Regions from separate parts of the Mus musculus genome. Here all the other regions are linked to region 1. Evidence: chromatin contacts called from public HiChIP or PLAC-seq and promoter capture Hi-C data. All regions are on one chromosome and are shown on one strand. Each heading gives the region's core, a stretch centred on a gene start, on an enhancer-like site or on the middle of the called end of the contact. The rest is flanking DNA. Distances are from core to core; before and after follow the strand shown. Region 1 holds the start of Elp5 (elongator acetyltransferase complex subunit 5). Region 2 holds the start of Rnf227 (ring finger protein 227). Region 3 holds the start of Zfp3 (zinc finger protein 3). Region 4 holds the start of Mink1 (misshapen-like kinase 1 (zebrafish)).

Evidence for each region. HiChIP or PLAC-seq counts read pairs in DNA pulled down with a chosen protein or histone mark. Capture Hi-C pulls out chosen DNA fragments and counts their contacts.
Region 2: a contact with region 1 is called in an HNF4G HiChIP or PLAC-seq map of pancreatic cancer cells. The contact joins the promoter of Rnf227 here to the promoter of Elp5 in region 1. A contact is called at or near these places in 1 of 39 promoter capture datasets (neural stem cells) and 2 of 115 datasets of contacts at active chromatin or transcription factors (bone marrow-derived macrophages and pancreatic cancer cells).
Region 3: a contact with region 1 is called in an HNF4G HiChIP or PLAC-seq map of pancreatic cancer cells. The contact joins the promoter of Zfp3 here to the promoter of Elp5 in region 1. A contact is called at or near these places in 5 of 115 datasets of contacts at active chromatin or transcription factors (bone marrow-derived macrophages, large pre-B cells, memory CD8 T cells and 2 more).
Region 4: a promoter capture Hi-C map of adipose tissue shows a contact between it and region 1. The contact joins the promoter of Mink1 here to the promoter of Elp5 in region 1. A contact is called at or near these places in 2 of 39 promoter capture datasets (hippocampal neurons and liver), 2 of 115 datasets of contacts at active chromatin or transcription factors (bone marrow-derived macrophages and pancreatic cancer cells) and 1 of 9 other capture datasets (adipose tissue).

What each region holds. Positions count from the first base shown.
Region 1 is chr11:69,979,923-69,982,622 of GRCm38.p6, reverse strand. It overlaps Elp5 (elongator acetyltransferase complex subunit 5), which reads left to right and starts at 1,388. Exons shown (of 9, transcript NM_018740.2): 1 at 1,388-1,416; 2 at 2,061-2,409; 3 at 2,564-2,624. The coding sequence starts at 2,364. It overlaps Ctdnep1 (CTD nuclear envelope phosphatase 1), which reads right to left and starts at 1,455. Exons shown (of 8, transcript NM_026017.2): 1 at 1,038-1,455. The coding sequence starts at 1,139.
Region 2 is chr11:69,339,500-69,342,199 of GRCm38.p6, reverse strand. It overlaps Rnf227 (ring finger protein 227), which reads right to left and starts at 1,404. Exons shown (of 2, transcript NR_027827.2): 1 at 1,142-1,404; 2 at 1-1,041.
Region 3 is chr11:70,763,091-70,765,790 of GRCm38.p6, reverse strand. It overlaps Zfp3 (zinc finger protein 3), which reads right to left and starts at 1,344. Exons shown (of 2, transcript NM_177565.3): 1 at 1,242-1,344.
Region 4 is chr11:70,561,510-70,564,209 of GRCm38.p6, reverse strand. It overlaps Mink1 (misshapen-like kinase 1 (zebrafish)), which reads right to left and starts at 1,329. Exons shown (of 33, transcript NM_001045964.1): 1 at 1,084-1,329. The coding sequence starts at 1,140.

The DNA of each region.
Region 1 (2,700 bases), core at 139-2,638:
TCTACCAGAACCACCAAGGTCCTTCTGGGAATTCTGACCTGGGCTGCCAAAGCCTGCATGCTACTCAGTCATTTCCCCCCAGAATCTGACTTCAGGAGATTTACTCCAGAGGGCATGTTCATTAAGAAGTGATGGTAAGCCAGGCGTGATGGCGCACGCCTTTGATACCAGCACTGGGGAGGCAGAGGCAGGTGGATTTCTGAGTTCGAGGCCAGCCTGGTCTACAAAGTGAGTTCCAGGACAGCCAGGGCTGGGGGCAGGGGCGGCGGGGAGGAATGGTAGCTGAAACAATGTTTACCTTGGAGAAAAGCTTGAGGGAGAGAACCCAGAGATACCTGGGTTCATCCAAACAGTCTCTACACTCCAAGTATCCCTTCATAATCGCTAGAGTCGCCTGGAGAAACATGCCCACCTTCAGATGCAAGCTCTCCAGCTAACAGCCAGCTTGTCTAATGAGACACCCAACTTTAATGTGCATCTGACAACTAAAGATGCCTATTGGAAAAGCATCGTTTTCTGTCCCAGGGTCTTAATAATAAGCCCATACACACAAGCTAGAGAATTCCAGAGCCTTTTTGGAGGAGCTCCTTCACACCCAAGGCTTTTCCTCAAGTTCCAATTCCTGCTCCATATGCCCTTCTACCCACCCACACCACTGACAAAGGAGTCTGACTTTCAACAGGAGGGTCTTTCCAAAGCCCATATCAATAGTTCTGGCTACCAGCAAACAGGTGTTCCCGGCCTCTTCTTTCTTTAGCAACAACTCTAGCTTTCGTAAGGAGAGCACCATTCTAGCCCCCGAGAACTGCCAAATCCTATCCCATTTAGGCAGATTAAGAAAGAAAGCAAACCCAGTAAAAATCATGGTTCTTTTATTAAGGGCTGAACCTTGCTTAAAGGTGTCCTACTTCTCCAGCGGGTAAAGCTCTGGCCAAGGCTCCCTTCCTAGGCCCAAAGCAGAGGCCCAGCACTATCCAAAATTCCGCGAGCACCGCGGACAGAGGACCCCACCACTGGCAGCACCCAAGCAAACTCACCGTGCGGATCTGCCTCCGCAAAAGGTAAATAAAGAAGCTCCAGAGCTTGGCGGCGAAGGCCACGAACGTGCGCAGCCCCAGCAGACACTGCGTCCGCATCATCCCGATGACCCCGGCACCGCCGGCCCCGGGGCCCCCGCGGCCCAGCTCCGCCAGCCCCCCGGGGGCAGCCCCCCGCCGCAGGGAGGGGGAACGGGGGCCCCGAGCGGCAGGAGAGGCTGCAGAGATGAGCACGGAGTGGGTGGCTTAGAAAGCCACCCCCAGCGAAGGGAAAGCCCAGCGGAACCGGGAACTGGGGGACTGGCGTGGGCAGCCCGCGGGGGCCCACATGAGCGGGAAGTGGCACCGACGACTTCGCGTGGGCTGCAGGCCGAAACAGGTCGGGCTAGGACAGGGTCCTCTGAGACCAGGAGGGAAGGGGATGGAGAATTGGGGGAGGGGGCAGTGGGGGAGGGGGCTAGGGAAAAGGGAGGGAGGGAGATGGGAGGGGAAGGGGGAAGCGAAGGGTGGCCTTCTGCGCAGGCGCGCTAGGGGTCTGCCCCGGGAAGGGGGCGGGCGGGGGCGGCGGCGGCGCGCGGTGGGCCGCGGCGATTCTCGGGGGCCCCCTGGGCGCAGGAGCTGGGGAGGAGGGGGAGGGGGAGCCGAAGGGCACGGATCGCTGGGCCGGAGTGGCCTCCCCCTCCCCGAGGTCAGGATCGCTTAGCCGCTGAGGAGCGGGGCTGCAGCCTCTGCAGCTAGGCTTCCCACTCTGACAGGCGCCATTTTACCGCCCAAAGGGCTCCCTCCTCTCTTCCCTCCTCCTCTTCCCCTCTGACATTACTTCCGGTAGTGACGTGTATTCACTTCCCCGGGATTGCTGTTTCCCTCAATTCATTCTGAGGAGGGAGGGGAAAGTTAAGGAAAGCTCTCTGCTCTGACCCCGGGGTGCAGCGTTACGCACGCGCACTAGGTTACTGCGGGGCGGGACCTGGAGAGAAGCCAGGCGCCGTGTGGGCGGGGCCGAGTGACATCATTTATTCCCAGGTTCGAACCTTCTTCGGGATTGGAGCTCGTGAGACCTCTGTCCTTGTCCCCATCCCACTGATAACTGTTCCAACGGCCCTTCTGGCTCCAGTCATGGTGCAAGAGTAGATTAAGGATGTTGTCTCTAGGACTGTGTACAGAGACTCTGGAGCGGCCCCTCCGTGTAAGCCCCCTGAGAATACGGAGCATAAAAAAACCAGGCTCCTCTTTCCGGACTTTGCGGTCCTTTAAGGTTGGAAGCAATCGTAAGTGCCCCGCCTCCTCGGTGGTGACGACATCAGAAGGCGTCCTGAGGCGTCAGAGATGCTGGACTCGTTGTTGGCCATCGGTGGTTTGGTGCTTTTGCGAGGTGAGGGATCAAGGCATGCGGTGGTAGCCTTGGGCTTGGCTGAAGGAGCGGGAGCCTGGAGGACCCGCTGGGGATGGATACCCAGCTAGGGGTGGAAGTCGTGGTCGGAGCCCTGAGGGCTCAGTAGGTCTCACCCATCCTTGGCTCTCCCCAGATTCCGTGGAGTGGGAAGGGCGTAGTCTCCTGAAGGCTCTTATCAAGAAATCTGCACTTCGGTGAGTTAGCCCACAGTTTCTCCTCTCCTTCCCGGAAAGGGAGCCGGTACCCCCACTCTTCAATATATTTCCTTCA
Region 2 (2,700 bases), core at 155-2,654, 640 kb after region 1:
CTAGTGTTTTAAATGTTCCACCTACAGCTGATGATGCCATCTCAGAGTGACTAAGAGCTAAACCAGTGATTCTTAACTTACATACACATACCTGGGATTCTAAAACTACCGGGGAATGTGGACTGGGGTCCTGAAATTCTGCATTTCTAGCAAGCTGTGAGACCAACCAACACTGCTGGTCTTGATTTTAAGTCTACAGTAAGATATTTACAGGACTTTAGAATAGAACTAACTACATACAGTAAACAATGTCCCATTATGGGACACAAATTAAAATTATGTGAGCATCTTTTTTTTTCTTTTCCCCAGTATTGCTACAGAGTCAGTAAAGATAACAAAGGCCTAAATTTTGCTTCCTTTATCAAATGGCTCACCCATCTTTGATAAGCCTTTAATAAGGCCTCATGTAAATAAATGCCCCTTGGATGTTTTCATACCTGCCCTATCCAGCTGAAGGGAGGTTGTATATGCAAGATTCCCAATCATAAGCAGGGAGTCAACTCAGTAATTGCTGGAGCACGGTAACAAGAGTGGGAAGATGGCATGCCAGCAAACACAACCAGATAAGTGAGATTGACATGACATATAAATTAGCTTATCCCCTGTCCTGTCCTTTTTTCCACAGTACACATTGTCAACCACAGACCACTGCTAAAATTGGATCCTTTGCTTACACCACAGACTCTGAACAAACGCCAAAGCTTTGTTATTTTTTTTTTCTTCCTACATTATGGTAGGCTTTGTTTCTATTATCCCTTGGCCACTCCATCCTGAAAATATAATGCTGGCACAGTCTAGGAGCCTTCGCCGCTCAGAATCCACACCATCTAGGGTCCTTTCTGTTGAGCTCCATCTCCATCACGCATGTACCAATTCCAGCATCAGCCTTGATTTCCAGGTAGTCTTGACATCAACCTTTTGTGTCAGAGCACGCCTGAGGATGCTGCTCCCACCTGCTTTCTGCCATAGCTCTGGGGTTCCTTGGTTACAGCGTACAACGGGTCATGTGGGCAATGTCCTTGACCTCTGGACAGTAGAGCACTGGAGGAAAGAAGAAGGGTTAGTGGCAACAGGAGGATGCAACTTGACCCAGCATTCTTCGGTGCAATGTACCCAGTATCCTCCCTAGGCCGCCCCTCACCATTGCTAGGCAACGGACGCCGCAAGCGGCGTGCCGGCGCCAGGACCCTGTCCAAAATTCGGCGAAGCGCGCGCCAACCCGCACTTGGAGGTCCCGCCCCCTTCTCGCTCTCCGCTTCCCCGTCGTCGTCCTCTCCATCCTCTCCGCTGTCTTTGGCCGGGCTCCCCATCGGGTCTCCTTCACGCTCAGCCCGGGCTTTTTCCTCCAGCCGTGACCACAAGACAGGGTCTAGCGCGATCTCCGTGACGCCGCCGCGCGGGAGCGGGGAAGGCGCGCGGCAGAACGGGCACGTGACAGCGCGGCGCAGGCGCACCACGCGCGCGGCCGTGCGGCTGCCGTCGCCCCGCGCTGCCAGCTCGCGCAGGCAAGCTGTGCACAGCGTGTGGCCGCAGCGGGCGCGCGCCGTGCCAGGCAGGCGGCGGGGCGCACGGGCCCCGAGGTTGTAGGGTCGGAAACAGATGTTGCAGTCCAGCTCACCCAGCTCGGGAAGAGAGGGCACTCTCATCAAGAGCTGCATCGTGGTCACCGTGGCCCGAGGGCTTCGATCTCTAGGCGGCTAGGATACAGAACGAATGAGCCCTCCTTGGGCCAGGGCAGGGGCCTGGGGCCCGCGCCGCCGCCTCTGTCCCCTTTTAATAGTGAGGCCCCGCCCTCGAGGCGTCACGCGCAGATGGGCCGCTCCCTTCCGAGGCACGCGTTGGGGCGGCAGAGGCGCGAGGCTGGACTTGCGAGTGGGGATGCAGCGGGCTGAATGCCCAGGACAATGCCAGAATTACCCGAGGGAAGAGGGGGGCACGCTCCACCCACAGCCTCCATGGCGGACTCCTCACCCCCAGCAAAACACTAGCGCTGTCACTTAAACCTACCTGATGCAGGTGTCCAGGTCTCCTCTTGCACACAGTCACTAGCACAAGTCTATATGGCCCTGTTGGCCTATTTGTCACATGTTCATACTCTTTCACAATCCCCTCCTGCCCTTCCCCTCACAAACAGGCAACATATGCCAGGTTTACTGTTGGTTCTGCCCAGTTTTAATTGGTCTTCTGGATGTTTGGATTGTGCCCAGCCATAATTCACTCTGCCCTCGCCTCTCCTTTTTATACATGGCCTCTTGGGTTCTTTGGAAGGCTGGCTCCCTCAAATTCCTCCCCCTACCCCCTCTGAGAGTTTGAGTCCAGCTAACACCTCAGCACAAGGAGGGACCTAGATTCCAGGAGCATGGCCTTAGGAATGCTGGGAATCTTTTCCTTCCGGAGTATCCAGACTTGGACACCCACACAGCATGATGGTGGAAACGAAGCAGCTCTGCGTGACTTCTGACTCAGGGGTCTGACTTCTCCCACAGGTAAACAGGACGTGGTACTCACAGCCCACATTCCCTCACGGTGTGGCACCCACACCCAAGCTGCCTCCTCAGCCTCTCGAACCCAGGCTCTGTTGCGGAGGATAATAACACAGTCTTGACACAGCTGGCTCAAGAACAAATCCTAGTTGTGACACCCACAGACAAGTTACTTCATTTCTCTGGGCCTTGATTTCTTCATCTACAAAGTGTGGGT
Region 3 (2,700 bases), core at 95-2,594, 780 kb before region 1:
ATAGTACACACGTTGTGGTGACCTCCGACCATAAAATTATTTTCATTGCGTCTTCATAATTATAATTTTGCCATTACGAGTGGTAGTGTATATATTGTAAAGGGGATATTCAAGTCTCAGAGGGGTTGCACCTCACAGGCTGAGCACCACTGTTCTACAATGTGACCAAGGATGACATTCTACTCATCTTGTTAACCTCAGTGCTTAGCACATTTCTGATACCTGGAAAACATTAAGTGAGGTTTCTGAGCTATCTGGGTGAATGTCTGCAGTTGTTTTAAAGGTTAATTGAAGATTCCATTCACCATTGTCCCTAAAGAGACCAGAGCAGTGTCTGACAGATAACTGGTATCAACGTTTTATAAAAATAAGTTCTTAGCCGAGCACGATGACCCACACCTTTAATATCAGCACATGGAAGACAGAAGCAGATGGATCTCTGAAAGTCTTAAGTCAACCTGATCTACCTAGTGAGTTCAAGACTAGCCAGAGATATGTAGGGAGACCCTATCTCAAAAAAAAAAAAAAAAGTCAAACTAAGGCAACAACAAGAAAAGTTCTTTCTCCCAAGACACTATTTATCTTCCTCCTTTGGTATCCAGGATCAAGGGAACTCTGTCAATTCTGTGCTCAATTCAGTCTCATTTATGATTATTATTATTATTCTTAACTATGTGTAGTTGTGTGTTGCTACAGAGTTATAGATGTGTGTGCACATGAGTTACAGATGATACGAGGCGCCTGATTTGAGTTCTGGGAACCAAACTAGGGTCTTCTGGAAGAGCAGCAAGAACTACTGTGTCTTCTCTTTAGTCCCAATTCTATCATCTTTCTTTAACCTTAGTAAGCCAATGTCCTGCCTGCCAGCACAGGTCACAACATGCCACGGGGCCCCCAATTTTTGCCTGCTATTCGTTCTAGCAGTATACTTAGAGAATGAAATGAGAGAGAGAGAGAGAGAGAAGAAAAATAGGCATAGGTCTTTGGCATGCCCGTGTCGGAGCCTGCTTCTCCAGTTTCCCTGGCTGACAAGGCCTGCAAGCAGAATTAGGATCGGGCCCCTGACAGTGCCCAGGCTCCACCCTCTCCGTGTGCAAATGAGTAGGAGCCCCCGATGCCATAAAGTCCAAGGTCACACAGCAAACCCGAGTCAGGGGCGGGCCTACAGTCAGAACTCCAGCTCCAGGCCGGGAGCCCCGCGCCCTCCTCCCCCGGGCACGACGGAACCAGAGAGGCCTCACCGCTGGCGGATGCCGCCCACGCTCCCTCCGCCGGGCCCGAGGCGCTGCACCGCGGCGCGCACAGAACCGCAGCTGTTGTCTGGTGTCACGGGCGACCCACGCCGGCCACTTCCGGTACCGGGCGCACTGCGGCCAATCCGCGCGAGCCGCACTCGCGGGAGGAACAGGTGGCCAGCGAGCCCACGCCCCCATGCCCGTCTCAGCTTTCCCGTCTGCCGTTCTCGCCCACATTCACCCCATCTTCGCCCGGTCGGACAGGGCCGGTCGGCTAGCTGGAATGTCCCATGCACCTCGCGAAACCCACTGTGTCCCTTGACCACTGACGCGCAGGGTCCTCCCGGTTTCCTAGACGGGCCCCGGGGATGCACTTCCGCCCCGCAGCAGCCGCTCTGCGCGCCCCTGACGTTTCCGTGGGCTGGAAAACTCGAAACTCCGCCACGCTTCCCGCGGGGACGTGTCGAGCAGCCGCGTTTGTGCCTCACCTCCCGCTTTCCAAGAGTCTGTCAACTCCGGTTCCTAGATTTAGGGTGCGCCTGTCATCTTCTAGGAGCGAGGGGGGAGGGGAGGCCTGCTTTGAGGTCAGGAAGGCTTCAGGGAGTGATGCTTTGACAAAAAACTCAAGGTTGAGTGTGATTTCCGTTTTCCGCAGGCAATGGGAACTGCACTATTTGCTGGCCTTTCTCTCTTCTTGAATAAATTTGGTCTTTTAGCACAGCACGTATGTGACTATGAATGTGGTGATCCTCCTGCCTCAGCCTTCCAACTGCTGAAGTGAGCAACCAAGCCCAGTGAAGTAGATCTCTGTGTGGGGGAGGGAGAGGTTGAGGCAGTTAGGACTGGCCTTGAATTAATTATGCTCAGTGGTGGCCCTGGCTTGACTAATCACATTATCCCCTTCCTTCTGACTGGTCCAGAGGTGAACATTAGATACAAATAAGACTGAACAGTCCTTCCTTCCAGTTGCTATCTGGGAAGGTGGTGCAGTTTGAAGCAACATTTGTAAGGAATCAGGTCTTTTCTGAAGCCATGGTCTTTGTAATAGACCTAAACAAGGAGATCTGAACCGAGAAAAGGCAAAGGAGGCTGGGGGTGTGGCTTAGAGGTCGAGCACTTGCCTGGAATGTGCTAGGTAGGCCCTAAATTCAACCCCTAGTACTGTTAAACAAAATAAATAAATGAAATAAAAACAAGACATTTGAAGAAAAGGCAGGGGGGGTAACTAGTTTTGAGTAACTAGTTCTGAGGTAAGGGCTGGGGAGATGACTCATGGAGTTAAAGCACTTGCCATGCAGTGGAAGGACCTGAGTTCGAATCCCCAGAGCCCATGAGCAACTGTAATCCCGATGCTCCAAAATATAACAGTGCAGAATACACATGACTATTCCCAAAGGGAGAGATGGGGGCACAGGGAGGGAATAACTAAACCTGAGCAAGAAAACACCAACTTCTCTAGTTCTGT
Region 4 (2,700 bases), core at 80-2,579, 580 kb before region 1:
TCCCTGGGTAATTTACAAGCCAGAAGCCAATGTGTACAGAGACCTTCTGAGAAGGTAAGCATGAGGTGGGGAATCCTGCTCTAGCTACACCTACGCCGCCGGTTGGGAAAGCTCACCGGGCATGGAATCAAAACACCACCTGGGAGACAGTCTGGAATGGTTCACCTTGAAATTTCTATGTTGCCCTTAAGACAAAGCTGCCCGCTAGAGAACACTTACAAATGCTGAACTGAAAATTCCGGGAGGAGAGAGAGTAAGTGCCCCACGTGGAACAATAAATGGGTTATTTGAAAGCATTCCTGACACAGTTGTTTCCTCTTAACCGCTTCCCTAATGAACCCCTCCCTCCAACTCTCCTTTGCCTCCACTCCCACTAGTTCCCTCCCTACTGACCTCAGGCAGCGTGTTGTGTGTGCGTGTGTGTTTGTGTGTGTGTGTGTGTGTGCTTGTACATGTATGTAAACATCGTCTTCCGGCCCGAGTTTCCGAGGAAATCCAGGCTTCCCTTCCTCCCACTGTGCACTTGTCTGTCCTCCCAGCCCCACGCGGCTGCAGAGTTAGTAATGTAATATTCAGGGACCCCGAGACCGGAAATGCCTGGGTCTGAAAAGCTGCACTTGAAACACGAGAAAAGGGATAGGGAAAGTGAACGTGGGATGGAGACGTAGGAGGTGTGTGGGGTGGAGCGAGGAGGTGAAATCCGCCCAACTTGCAATTTAGGGGTAGGCGAGGAAGAAAACGAGGGATGAGGGGGAGGCTGAGGCAGTTGCAAAGTCAAAATTCCAGGAGCCAGAAGAGGAGGTGGAGGAAGCAGACATGAGGGCCGAGAGAGGGGGGACACAAGAAAGGCTCTGCAGGTGATGCAGGGCTGTGTTTAGGGACACCAGAGGTGACCCTCAAACGCCTATAAAGGAGGGGACTCGGATCCCAGCAGCAAGGTAGGGGTGGCACGCAAGTGTGGGGGAGGGCAGCACAGGGTGGGGACCAAACTGGCTCCCAGAATCTCCAGAGGGCGAACCCCCGGGCGGCGAGAGCTCGGGGTAAGGGCAGGGGTCGCGGGCGCGAGGCTGGGGTGGTGCTCACCCGCAGGGCAGACAGGTCGATGTCGTCCAGGCTGCGGGCGGGGGCTGGGTCGCCCATGGCCGCCGCGGGGCCACTCACGCTCCGGCTCGCTCACTCCGCTGCCGCCGTCGCCGCTTCTCCCCCATCGGGGGACTCGAGGGGCGGGCTCCACCGCGCCTGCCCCGAAGGCCGGGGAGGGGGAGGGCCAGCGGGAGGACCGACCCAGCGGCTGACAGGCGCTCTCACCCGCGCGCCTGCAACCCGAGTCGCCGGCTGCCCTGCGCACGCGCAGAGCCGACCGTGACGCGAACGCGCCGGGCGCCCCCTCCTGCGGGGCGCCGACACCTGCGCGCAGGCGCAGGAGAGCGGGCGGAGGGCGAGCGCGGACCCAGTCTCGCTAGAGCCTGGAGTGGAAGGAGCGCGACCACCCGCTGGTGCGCGTGCGCATACACCTTCCCTTCCTTTTCCCCCTTTTATTATTGTTGCCTCCTCTCCTCTAGTTCCTTCGTTGATCTTTATTTGACTCCTTTTCTTCCCTTTCCCTCTTTCGTGTGCCCAGCTGCCAATCAAACCACCTACCTCTCGATTTGCGGGGGAAGGGAGGCGGGACCCAACCCCCTCTATTACTAGGGGGGTTGTTATGGTAACTCCCCACGCGAGGGCTGCTGGCCTCTAGATAGGACGTGCTGTCCACCCACCCAATTGCCATGGTAACAGTGGAGCCGCTGAAGGAGGGGCCACTCCGTGAGAACTTGGCTGGAGAAACCACGTGGGAGGGAAGGACGGGGCTACTGTCTGCCCTTTACTCCCTTTCTAGGCTGGAGTGGGGATGTTGGGAGCAGATAGGCACTCCTACTGCACACGTCTGTATCTGCTTCTCTTAGCACAGTGTTCTGCAGGAAAGAACTATCCCTGGAGTTGCTAGTGGTAAAGCAGAAGAAACTGTATCCAATCCCTTCAAATGTTTTTCCAGCTCCTCAGATCTACTCCTGTTGGCACAGCACCTCCAGCCGGTTAGTCTCACTAGAGGATGGGTGAGGCTTTGTAACTATAGACAGACATGTTCTGCCACTGACTAATGTGTTGTCTGACCCTGAGCAAGCAAATTTGCCTCTGGGCTTTTCTTTCTCTATGAAGTTGAGGGGAGAAGGTTCTGAGTTTTCAAGAGCTCTTCCAACACTAACACTCCCTCTGAAAATGAATATAAACATTGCTTAGGTGAGCTTGAATTCTCTGGAGGCTTCTTGGCACATTTGGGTGCACATTCAAACTTGCTCCGGGTACTCTCCTGACTCATTTACCTTGCCCCTGATATGCAAGCCACAATCCCCATTTGGCCTTCCCACATGGCCTCTCTGCCTGGCACCTTCGATTAAATTCTTCATTATCCAGAAGTGATTTTTTTTTCTAAAACTTAAATCTGGCATCATTGTCCTGTTTAAAACGGTTTTCTGAACCCCACCATTCAGGAAGCTGAGGCAGGAGGATTACATTTTCTATTAGCCTGGACTATAAAATGACAGGGGGAAAAAAAAAAAAAACAAAATGAGAAAAAAAAAAAAAAAAAAAAAAAACACCGTTTGATGACTCCCACTGCCTTGTGGGTAGTGATATCAAAGACTTTCAAGATTCTGCTGT